Regions from separate parts of the Oryctolagus cuniculus genome. Here region 2 is linked to region 1. The links are chromatin contacts, called in public Hi-C maps. All regions are on one chromosome and are shown on one strand. Each heading gives the region's core, a stretch centred on a gene start, on an enhancer-like site or on the middle of the called end of the contact. The rest is flanking DNA. Distances are from core to core; before and after follow the strand shown.

The links. A called contact is a pair of places that touch in the nucleus more often than the background predicts.
Region 2: a contact with region 1 is called in a Hi-C map of embryonic fibroblasts, with 1.7 times the contacts expected there. The contact joins two enhancer-like sites. A contact is called at or near these places in 4 of 6 Hi-C or Micro-C datasets (ear pinna, embryonic fibroblasts, skin fibroblasts and 1 more).

Annotation. Positions count from the first base shown.
Region 1 is chr7:76,524,567-76,530,854 of mOryCun1.1, reverse strand. No RefSeq gene overlaps it. Among named protein-coding and RNA genes, the nearest start is that of ABCA4, 14 kb to the left of the region's middle. Within about 2 kb of position 4,699, at least 3 of the 8 cell types and tissues checked have an H3K27ac peak or open chromatin away from gene starts, as enhancers often do.
Region 2 is chr7:76,584,488-76,590,077 of mOryCun1.1, reverse strand. It overlaps ABCA4 (ATP binding cassette subfamily A member 4), which reads right to left. Exons shown (of 50, transcript XM_051857469.2): 8 at 4,588-4,828; 9 at 3,397-3,536; 10 at 2,705-2,821; 11 at 1,822-2,019. Among named protein-coding and RNA genes, the nearest start is that of ABCA4, 45 kb to the right of the region's middle. Within about 2 kb of position 3,562, at least 2 of the 8 cell types and tissues checked have an H3K27ac peak or open chromatin away from gene starts, as enhancers often do.

The DNA of each region.
Region 1 (6,288 bases), core at 3,450-5,949:
GCTACAAATTGTGTGAGCATTGCATGAGCATTTTTGCTAACAAACACACTCAAAATCACCACGGTAGCAGTGAAGTCCAAGCAGACACCACAGCAACCAGCCCAGTAGCACTCATGAATGGCTTGCAAGTAGTTTCTGTCCCTATAGGTTTAGGAAATGTTTGAGAGAGAGACAGAGATAGAGACAGAGAGACAGAGAATGATCTTCCATCCACTAGTTCATCCCCCATCTGCCCCCGTAACAACCAGGGCTGACTCAAGCTGAAGCCAGGAGCCCAGAACTCGATCCGAGTCTCCCATGTGAGTGGCAGGGGCCCAAGCACTTCCCATGCTGTGCATTAGCAGGAAGCTGGAACAGCGAGCAGAGCTGGGACTTGAACCCAGGCACCTGGATAGGGGATGCGGACGTCCCATGTGTTGGCTTAACCACCGTACCCAACACCTGCGTTTATCAAATTCTGAGATTCCTTTACTTCTTTATGGGGCTAAATTAGTTTAGAAGTACTAGTCCTTGAGCTCAATCAATGAGGATCTGGATGCGTGAACTATAGTGTTCTGTGGAATGTCACGGTCCTTGGAACCAGATAAGACTGGGTTCAGAGCTGAAGTTTCTCATTTTTCTAAGTGATTGCTGGTGACCCTTTAAACCTCTCCAAGTTTTAAAAATCAGCTTGTTGCTGGGGCTGGCACCATGGCGCAGTAGGTTAATCCTCTACCTGCGTCGCTGGCATCCCATATGGACGCTGGTTCTAGTCCCGGCTACCCCTCTTCCAATCCGACTCTCTGCTATGAGCTGGGGAAGCAGTAGAAGATGGCCCAAGTCCTTGGGGCCCTGCACCCGCATGGGAGACCGGGAAGAAGCACCTGGCTCTTGGCTTTGGATCGGAGCAGCTCTGGCCGTGGCGGCCATCTGGGGATTGAACCAGCAGATGGAAGACCTCTCTGTCTCTGTCTCTCCCTCTCACTGTCTGTAACTCTAACTCTCAAATAAATAAATAAATAAAATCTTAAAAAAACCATCAGCTTGTTGCTATCAAAATGATGAGGGAAAATGTCTGCATTAAATGGGCACTTCTGGAGGAGCTCTTCAAGAAAATACAGGAAGTGATGTGTCCTTATTTTCTCTCCACTGCTGTTTAAGTTGTTGGATTACATTTGGACGAAGATTGGACGTGAGTTGTGGCAGTTCCTTAACGTAGAGGGCAACACTGCTGTTTTCGGAGGCCTGATCAAGTCAACATCGATTTCTCAAGAAGGCCTCGAGATGCCGTGTTAAGTGAAAGCTCTGTCATCAAAGACAAAACAAACCTCGCAGGGAAGTGGTTATCACTGGCTTTGAGCCTTGAGCAGCCAACTTGCCGCTGGAGAATGACAAACACGCAGGGCTGAGCTGAGGAATCCATCCCGCCGGGGCTGTTCCAAACTCTCCCCAGAGCGCCCGGCTTTCCCTCTGAAAGATGTCGGATCCAGGCGTTTAAGACACCAACAGTAAATTCTCACTTTTCAAAGTACAGCGGGCCCTCCGTATCCCTGGGTTCACATCTGCACTGAACGTGTGCACACAATGTGCATTTTCAAGTTTGCAGAAAAATGGAGTTCAAGGATAAGCTTATTTTGGTTATAAAAACGCTGAATTCCATGCATAGTTTTTTTCATAATTCATGTTTTCCATGAGCTCTTTGGAGTTTGTAACAACTATTTATATTGTATTAGGTATGACAGGTACTCTAGAGAAGTTTTGAAGTATACAGGAGGATGTGTAGGTTATATGCAAATACCACACCATTTTATTTTTTGTATCATTTTAATTAATGTATTTGAAAGGCAAAATGACAGAGAGAGAAGGACACACACACACACACACACTCACAAAGAAAGAGAGTGAGAGAGAGAGAGGTCTTCTATCTTGTAGTTCATTCCCTAAATGGCTTCAATGGCAGAGGCTGGGCCAGGCTGAAGCCGGTAGCCTGGAACTCCATCCAGGTCTCCCATGTGAGTGTAGGGGCCCAAACACTTGGACCATCTTCTGCTGTCTTCCCAGGCACATTAGCAGGGAACTGGATCAGAAGTGGGGCAGCTGGGAGTAGAACCAACAAACATAAGAGATGCCAGCATCACAGGTGGGGGCTGAACCCACTGCAGCACAATGCTGGCCCCTACATACTGTCCCATTTTATATAAGATAATCAAGCAGTCACACAGATCCTGGTACTGGGTCGTGGTCCCAGAACCAGTTTCCCGTGGACACCGAGGGAGGACTCTAGGGACTCATGCCCTGTGTAGAAGGTGCAGCCCATTTGGATCTTCTACAAAATACAGGATGGAAAAGCGTGTGTCTTAGGGAAGGGCTAAAACAACCCTTTGGCTCAAATGGCCATTCCTGTGGGGCTGGTGCATTGAACCAGTGGGGAGGGGTACGGGGTGATCACAGGGGACAATGTCAACAGACCCCTTGACCAATATTACTGTTGTTGAAGACGCGAGGAGATCAAAAGAGATTATTAAGAGAGCCTGGCAAACTCCTCTGAGATAAGTCTTTGTTGTCAAACACACCAAACTTTTGTCAGTATCTCCTAAGATTGTTTGCCTGCTACTTCTACTGTGTTGACCGTATTCATGGAACATGTACACTTCGCTTATTGGATTGATTTTAGTGTTTCTGTGCTTAGCTGAATCCTAGGCAATAATCTGGGATAGTGCAGGTTTCTTCTATTTTTTCTAGAATACTTCAGAGCACAGAACTACTAAAATACATGTTCCTGTACCGCTTACAACCACCTTGTGCCCCAGCAGGCACAACCCACTCTGGGTAATCAAACATATCATGAAAGGAGTGGCTGTTACTAGCAGGGGGCTAACAGTGACTTCTCTTTTCTTAGGTCACCTATCAAACTTTCTCCCAGCCCCTGTCTGGTTGAAGAAACTCTTAATGAAGGCCTTCTTTGCTTTCATATCTAAAAATACACCCCTGGGCACCATCTCACTTGAACCTCACCGCTCACCGTAAGCTGGGCTGAGCAGACATGATGATCCCTACATGATTCCACAGGAAATTACTGCGAATTTTAAATTCCTGACCCAAAGACACACACTGTCCAGCAACGGGCCAGGAATCAGGATTTAAGCTCTCTGACTCCGAGTCAGTCACTTAACAGCACACTTCTTAGGGTGCTCTGTGTTGATGGGGCCAGGTGGGAGGTGTGTGTATGTGTGTGTGTGTGTGTGTGTTTGTGTGTGTGTGTCTGTGTTGCTGTGTCAGTTTCAAAGACAGGATCTTAAGTCAAGGCCAATGGTCAGAAGAAGACGGATTTCTTTTCCAGTTAGAGGAGTATGGCTCCATTCTCTTGAAGGGTTTGGTGGTTATGCACCTAAGCTGTACTGTCAGACACACCTGGGTTTGAAACTGTATTCCACTGCACACAAAGTGAGTGATCAAAATGTCCTTTTGGATCAGACTTGTCATCTGTGAAGCGGGGCATCATATATCTGCTATCAGAGTTCTGGCTGACAGTGGCTACATCACAGGGCTGTGATGAAATGAGAGTGCGTGGAAAGAAGGGCTGGGGGAAAAGAGCTCAGCCCCGCGCTCACTTGGTAGGAAATGTCTGTTGTGTGGACAGGCATGCAGCGCAGCAACGAAGACCCTGCTTTGGCTGCCACATCCCATATCAGAGTGCCTGGGTCCACATCCCAGCTCGGCTTCCTGCTAACGAGCACCCTGGTGGGCTGCGGGTGGTGGCTCAAGTAGTTGGGATCCTGCCACCCACAGGAGAGACGTGGACGGAATTCCTGGCTTCCGCTTTGGCCTGGTCCAGTCTTAACCACAGTGGTGATTTGAGGAGTGAATCAGCAGATGGGAGATTCTCTCTCTCCTTAGAAATTAGTCAAAACAAAACCAAGCAAACAAACAAAACTGCTGTTGATGCACTTGCCACGTAATGTCTTGAAATCAGCGACACAATCAGCCTCTTAAATCAGAGATCCATCCTCACACCCATGAAAACACGCCTGGGAGAACGGGTGTGTCCAGTCACACACCTGCTGTTTCTCCTCTCTCTTGCCTCATTTCTGACACTTTGCCCCTCTTCAAACCTTCACAGCAGCAAAGATTCTGGACAGTTCCGTAGGGGGCAAATATGCATCACCTCTGGGACACAGACTCCCCTGTGCTTCCCCACACCCTGCGGTGCAGGCCTGGTGCTCCTGTCACAGGGGAGGAAGCGCCCTCACCGACGGCTGGTGAGCTGCCAAGGCCACAGAGCGTGCAAATAGAAAGCGGGGCGGAAGCCCGGCCTTCCCGTTCCTTCCCGCCGCATACGTCTCGGACAAAGCCGGAAACAAGTACATGGTTGAATCCTCCTGATTTCTCTCTCCCCTTCCTGTACATAATGTCAGGAGCTGCTGTGAAAGTTCCCGGTGCATCGGGCAGGGGAGCAGCACCCGGTTCTCCACCCGCCACCCCAAACCACCATTGGTTGGTCATGGCTTGGTCCCTTTTATTCAAACGGGGAAACGGGGCAGCTGGAGTGGAGCATTTTCTACAAAGGAAAGCTGAGTCATTTGTTTGTCACTGATTTCTATTCTAACCTCCCTCGGTGCTGATGGATGGCAAAAAGCTCCCAGACCTTTGGATGACTCATGCAGACATGGGCAGCTTGTCTGCGGTTCCAATGCGGGTGCCAGCAGCACTGATTTCCTATTCCTCCCGGCTTCAGAAGCCGTCACAGTAGACCTTCGCTACCATGGTGAGCACCCAAAGGGCGAAAAACATGGCATTCATTGTACCACCTTCCATGCCTTTTTCCATTCTGAAGAGGGGGCTTCTCCCTGGGGCCCTGCAGGTCAATGTGTCTCCCAGCCCTATTTGCAAATGGTCCATGACTCCCTTCTGAGAGCGCTGCCCAGATTTCCCTCCCACTGCTCAGGTCAGGCAAAGACAAAACTGAGAGGAAGGGCAAGAGGCAGGAGAGCCGGAGGCAGGCAGAGGCGGGAGGCGCCGGCCACAGGGCCTTCCCCCAGCAGTGCCTCTTCTCAGGCGGCGAAGTGCCTGCGGCACTGGCGCCCTAGCAAAGCTTGGCTGTTTGCGTCCCGGAGCACTGGCCTAACTAACAGAACTGTCCTGCGACCGCAGGTGTTGACCAACCGCCTCGGAGAGCTGTTAGGGTGCCAGATCGTTTCGTAGTTATCTCTCCTGATTCCATTATGAATTGCATTGGAAGTACATTGTTGTAGTGCATCTGTTTCCTACAGATCAAAGGGTAGAGTTCGTGAAAATATTCTGCACACTTTTTGTAAGAGAGTTCCATCCGCTGGGTTTGAGAGCATTCGCTCCTGGACTGAGCCGGCAATGAATGTTCCAAGGGGCATATAAGTCTCTGGCTTTTTAACACCAAGGGCGGGCGCTGTGTCGCTGCAGGTTAAAGCTGCTGCTTGTGACTCTGGTATCCCGTGTGAGCGCCAGGGCAAATCCCGGCTGCCCCACTTCTAATCCAGCTCCCTGCTAATGCCCCTGGGAAAACAGCAGAAGAGAACCCAAGTGCCGGGCCCCTGCCACCCCTGGGGGAGACCTACATGGAGTTCTTGGCTCTTGGCTTTGCCCCAATCCAGCCCTGGCTGCTGTAGTGGCGTTTGTGGAGAAAACGAAAGGATGAGGTTCTCCTCTCTCTGTCTCTCAAATAAACAGATAAATGAATAAATCAATAATTTAAAAAATATAGAGAGCAGTGTCTTAAAACGAAAACAAAAATGGAAGCACCCTGGAATGCTTGTTACACGTACCGGGTCCCAGGCTTCTTGGCCTGGCTACTCAGTGAGACCTCCTGCAGGTGGGGCCCAGGAATCTGTGTGTTTAACAAGCTTTGCAGGTGACTAGCTTGCCCAACGTTGAGCTGCATCCCAGAGGCGACCAGGAAGACAGGCCGGTCTCCCCCGGAGTGGCAGGGACTGCTTTCAGGCTGTCTTGTTCAAGTCCAGGTAATTATTTTTAGGCTTGCTACAAACGAAAGTGGAGTTGGTCTGTAACAAGAAAATCTGACATTGATTCTATTACATCACCAAACGTAGCACACCAAAACCAAACCTACAACTCTTAGGGCCTTTTCACCTGCTAAATCACACAGCTCAGCTCTGGGACACTTCCTGTACAGCGTTATCTGACTGCACAGTTATTTGTTCCTTTTGAATTCAAGGAAAAAGATTCCCTGATTTAAAGAATGTTTTGTGACAACAAAGATGTCTTCTTTCTGCAGTCTTAGAAACTAAAAGAAAAAAAATGTAATTACAGAAGAGG
Region 2 (5,590 bases), core at 2,313-4,812, 60 kb before region 1:
GCTTCCACCTGGCCCAGCCCTGGCCATTGTGGCCATTTGGGGAGTGAACTAGCAGATGGAAGATCTCTCTCTCTCCCTGTCTCTCCCTCTCTCTGTAACTCTGCCTCTCAAATAAATAAATAAATCTTAAAAAAAAAAAAAAAAAGAATGAGAACACAGAAACATGGATGGTGGACATTGTTTTAAGTTAAATAAATCAGGCATAGAAAATCAGTCAATCCATGTTCTCCCACATTTGTGGAAATTAAAAAGTGGTCGCAAAGAAGGGGAGGATAGAATTGTGGCTGTCAGAACCTAGGAAGGGTATAGGGCTGAGAGGGATGGAAAGTGGTTGGTTAACGGGTACAGGGGTCAAGTCCGATAGCAGGATAACTATGGCTGGCAGCAATTAGTTGACTATTTCAAAAAGAGTAGAAAGGATTTTGAATGTTCCCATGACAAAAAAAAATTAATGTGTGAGTTAGTAGATATGCCAATTACCCTGGTCTGATCATGACACATGGTATACATATATTAAAATGCACACGGTACCCCATAAATATGCATAATTACTCTGTCAATTAAAATAAAATATATTAAAAATAAAAATGAAATAAATGAAGGTAACATACATGAAAGTACTTAGCACAGTGTTGACACCAAGAACCACTCAGTAAATGAGAGTGATAGCTGTTTGTATGAAGGGCAAAGAAAGAAAACCAAGGATGACCCTAAATTCCCTAGCTTGGGAATGGGTGTTGGGCCTGAGGTTTAGATGCTGCTTTGGTTGTCGGAATTCCCTATGAGCGTGCCTAGGTGCCGGTCCTGGCTTGCTCCTGATTCCAGCTTCCGCCTAATGCACACCCTGGGAGGCAGCAGGTGATCCCTCAACTACTTGGATCCCTCCCATCCATAATGGGAGACCCAGATGGAGTTCTTGGCTCTTGATTTTGGCCTGGCCCAGCCCCGGCTATTGTGGGCATTTGGAAAGTGAACCAGTTAATGGGAGATCTGTCTTTCTCTGTCTCTCTCTCTCTGCCTTCCGAATAAAAACAAATTAAAAAAAATTTTTTTCCAAGCTTGAGAATTTGGACAAATGCTGATGCTTTAGATCAGGACAAGAAATGCAGGAGGACAGGTTTTACAGGGAGGGAGAATGCACGTTTAGTGTTTGGACATGTTGACTCTGAAGAGAACTCATGTGTGGGAGCCTCCAGCAACATGGAGGTTGATGGGCCCTGGCCAGTAGGTGGGCACTGAGGTGGTGGCAGACAGGAGAGGTTTTAGGACAGTGATGATTCTCTCAGGGATCCACGAGGGAGGAGGCAAGGGCAGCTGGCAGCAGGAAGTGTGGCGAGATCACGCTGTTAGAGAAGATGCCTGTCTGGGGACTGGGGGAATTTTTTTTTTTTTATTTGACAGGTAGAGTTATAGACAGTGACAGAGAGACAGAGAGAAAGGTCTTCCTTCCATTGGTTCACTCCCTAAATGGCCGCCATGGCCAGTGCTGCGCCGATCCAAAGCCAGGAGCCAGGTGCTTCCTCCTGGTCTCCCACGCGGGTACAGGGCCCAAGCACTTGGGCCATCCTCCACTGCCTTTCCGGGCCACAGCAGAGAGCTGGCCTGGAAGAGGAGCAACTGGGACTAGAACCTGGTGCCCATGTGGGATGCTGGTGCCGCAGGCGGAGGATTAACCAAGTCAGCCACTGCGCCGGCCCCTGAATTCTTGCTTCTTCACTGGGAAAATGAAAACTTCAACTTGAGACCACTTGCTAAGGGATCTGGCCACACCCACGGGGCCATCTTCAAGGGGTCCCCTGTGGACTCCTTGCTGCCCCTTACCTCCAGGTATTGGTGCACCAGGCGTAGTGTGCGATCAGTGACGTTGAACAGGTCCCTCCAGTTGAAGTTGGCCGTGTCGTCGGCCTGGCTCTCTTGAGGACCGTTATGCAGGAAGTTCAGCAGGGTTTCAACAGCAAGGCCTTCCTCACCAAGCTGCCTGTCCAGAAAACCTTTCACCGCTGGGTTCCTCAGGGTATTCTTGGGAAGGAGGAAACAGTCCCAGCTTAGAATCCCACATGACCTTTGGTCTCATTCTTAGCCATTTCCAATCTTCAAGGGCGAGGGTTACAGACTCTAAACCTCCCTAAACAGCTGGCAGCTTTTCTTCCACCAAACGCATACCTATTTCTATCCCTATTGCCCCAACAGATGGATCTCTATAACAGAGGGAAGGTGTGTGGAGGGTGGGAGAGGGGCAGGCGTGGGGCACTAACACGGTGTATAGGGGACTTTTCCTTGTGTAATTTTTGTTCTCTTGTCATTATCCCTGCTTTCTGAGGCTCTGGTGTTGGCACTGCAAAGCTGCATATGAGCCCAGAGAGGCACATTCAACCATCTTGGAAGTTCCAGAGCCAGCCCTTTGGGGGATAGTCTCCTTGGAATCTGAGCCCCTATGTGAATTCATAAAAGCAGGCACCCCAGGAAGCCACTGGAGCTGCGGCAGCTTTTAGCTCTCCTCCACCATTTACGAAAGATGCTTCCCTCCCAAAGCTGGGGGCTCCACTTGGTCACGGTGTCCACATTCAGAACTAGTGCCTTTGGCCCTGCTGGTTATATTTTGACTGAACCACAGCAGTGATCGGCCCTTTCAAGGGAAAGGGAAACAAGTGGAGCCTCCCCAGCCTGTGTCCCCCTCTCCCTGGCCCTGCCATGCCCTCCATACCCTGATCATGTGCATCTGTGGGCTCTTGTCAAAGAAGTACCAGATCTGGGGCCCTATTTCTTCCCAGGCTTTCACCAGATTCCTAAGGCGCTCCAGCTCTTCAAAAGTCGAGTTGGCCTGAGACCACGAGACAGAGACAGAGGCAAGAAGGAAGAGAATAAAGTGAGGAAGGGTCTTTGGCTGTGTCTTTCCTGTTCTACCTCTAACCCCACCCCACCCTGCCCCCCAAACCCTTCAAGCTCAGGAAAGGCTTCTCAAGGACATGTGAGATATTTTGCAGAACCACCTACCATTCCCCATATTGACGACACTACTGTCCCAGAGCCCCACGAAGACTAGATTTGGGGAAATACTCCTCCCCTTTCCTGTCTGTCTTTGCTCTGGGGGAGTAGGGATGCAGAGATGCATGATCCCTTCCAGGAGGGGTATAACTCAAGCAGAGGGAAAGAACCCTGACTGTCAGCCGCGGTGGAGACGGGAGGGCCCGGGCAGGGGCACTGGGGCCAAGCATTCCACTTATGGCCGGGGGTGGGGAGGCTGGAGGTCCACTTAGCAAAGAGCAATCAGGAGACGGGCTGCCAGGAGGGTGCACACGTGCCTACACACACACACACACACACACACACACTCATGCACCACGCATCCTTCTCGGAGGTCTGAGGCGGAAGCCACGAGGCTGGCTGGGATCTTACATTCTTCAGTATCCTTCGTGTTGCAGGGGAATTGGGAGTAAAGAGGATTTTTCCCATCAGCAGAGGCTTTGCGGCCCTCCAGGCTATTTTGGTTAGAGGGCTGGACTCCAGGTTCTGGATCAATGCATTACAAAAGGGTGCTGGCAAGAGAGAAGGGACAGGTTTTATGGGAGCCCCTCTTCCCTCTTCCCCATGGCGGAGGTAGCTGAGCAGAGTGATTAGTAGAGCCAGATCACATGTCCCATCCCACCCCACGCTGGGGAGTTGGCCAGTCACCCGAGTTAACAGGCTCAGCCCCAGCCATGGGCGAGCTCATCGTTAGTAACAAAACGCCACCGTGCCTCTGGATCATGACCTCCTCAGAGAAATAAAGGAAGGGGCTTGCCCTGTGGGTTAGGCTGCTTTAGAACAGGGAGGCTGAGAAGGCCGCTTGCCATTATTGCAAGGGACAGAGGCCATTCTCAGATGAAAGGAACTGAGTGGCTAAGCAGCCCCCCCCCCCCCCCCCGCCCCAAGCTCGGCTTTAGCCTCGCAATTTCCCTTCAATTAGCTGCTTAACTTTTTTGTTGTGTGTAGCTGTCTCCGGGCCCCACAACTTCTGGTGTGTCCCTTGCTGCCTCTTTTCAATTTTTAACTAGAAGGCCACTCGCTTGCTTTTCCTTCCCCACCCCACCCTCCTTTATGTACCTCACAGGAGCCAAAAAGAAGTGGAAGAAGGGGCACATTCCTTGCCAGGGACTTGCCATGTGGAATGCAATTCCGTTCCACACACAACACACACAGATTTTCATTGCACTGTGATTGTGAAAACAACCCCTCCCCCCCGGCCCCAGCCGTGTTTACGTGCCAGGCCCTTCTGACCCGAGCTTGGCATGCGTCTGGGGATTGCCTCCTCTGCTATCACTCTTCTCTTCCCTTCCTCTAGAACTGAGCCCTGGTTCAATTACATCGGTGGGAAGCCGCCCCTCTGCTCCCTTCCCCAAGGGGCCTCCATTCTTTCCGCAGCCCTCACCCAGTATTCTGCATGAGCGTTGCCCCTGTCTGCAAGGGGAAACAGATCTTCCAGGAGCGCTCTGTCTGCCCAAGACCCAAAGAGGCCCAACGCCCCGAACTGGCCTCACCTGGAGGTGTTAAACTCTCATCACACCCAACATCAGCGGCTGATCTGCACACAAGACCCTGGACACTTACTTGTTCTCTTGTCGTAAGAATAGACAGGGTCTTTCCTCGTGGAGTCGATCCCCAGGAAGGCCTTATAGTTATTGTCTTCATACCAGTTGAAGGAGAACACCCGCGAGCCCCCTCCCTCCGGGTAGCCACACAGCAGGTCGGACAGCGCGCCCATCAGCCGTGGGAAGCTCTCCGGGCTGCCGTCCTGCAGCAGAGGTCTGGTCACCCACAGCAAGTCCTGAACACTCGGCCGATGGGCGAACTAGGGCAAAGCGAAGGCTTCCAGTTAGCTTAAGGCAGTCTCAATCAAGACTTCCCCGTATCTGTCCTTGCAACTTCTACCTTTTAAAAGAAAACATGCGTATTCTCAGCCATCCTTCATCCATCCTGCTGTGGAAAGCAAGAAAAGCCAATCCTGTGGCCATCTGCTCAGGGACTCAAAGAGGACAAGGCGTAAAGACAGTCCCAGAGCGAGTCCTAGAGCATGCCACTAGCACTCTGCGCTTTCCAGTCTCCTTTAATTCCCTGGAAATGTGTGCTGGGGGAAATGCAGAGAAGCCTAGGACCACAAGCAGGTCTTGGGGTCTGTTATCAAGATGGGGCTGGAAAATCTGGGGAAATAAAAGGATGGAGGAGCAGCTCTGTTCCAGAAAGTCAAGGTCAGAGCCAATTTCTTTGTCCAAAGAGTTCAGAATGTAGTTTCTTATATTTGGAAAATATCCTCTTATTAGTTTAACTTTGTCAAATGTAAACTCTTCTATTTTCCCTCAAATGTGTGGCTTGTGATCTCTCTTTCTCTCTCTCCGTGTGTGTGAGAGAGAGAAAGAGAGAGAGAGAGAAAGGGAGAGGGAGAGGAAGAGGGAGAGAGAGAAAGGGAGAGGGAGAGGGAGAGAGAGAGAGAGGTTTCCTGCAACTATAGAATCAAGGCTCCATTCTTGAAGAAAACACTTGTTAAATTCTGTGCCCACTATGAAGAGGCTGGTGGTCGCCTCCTCTGCACACAGGTGTCTGTAGCACAGGGTGG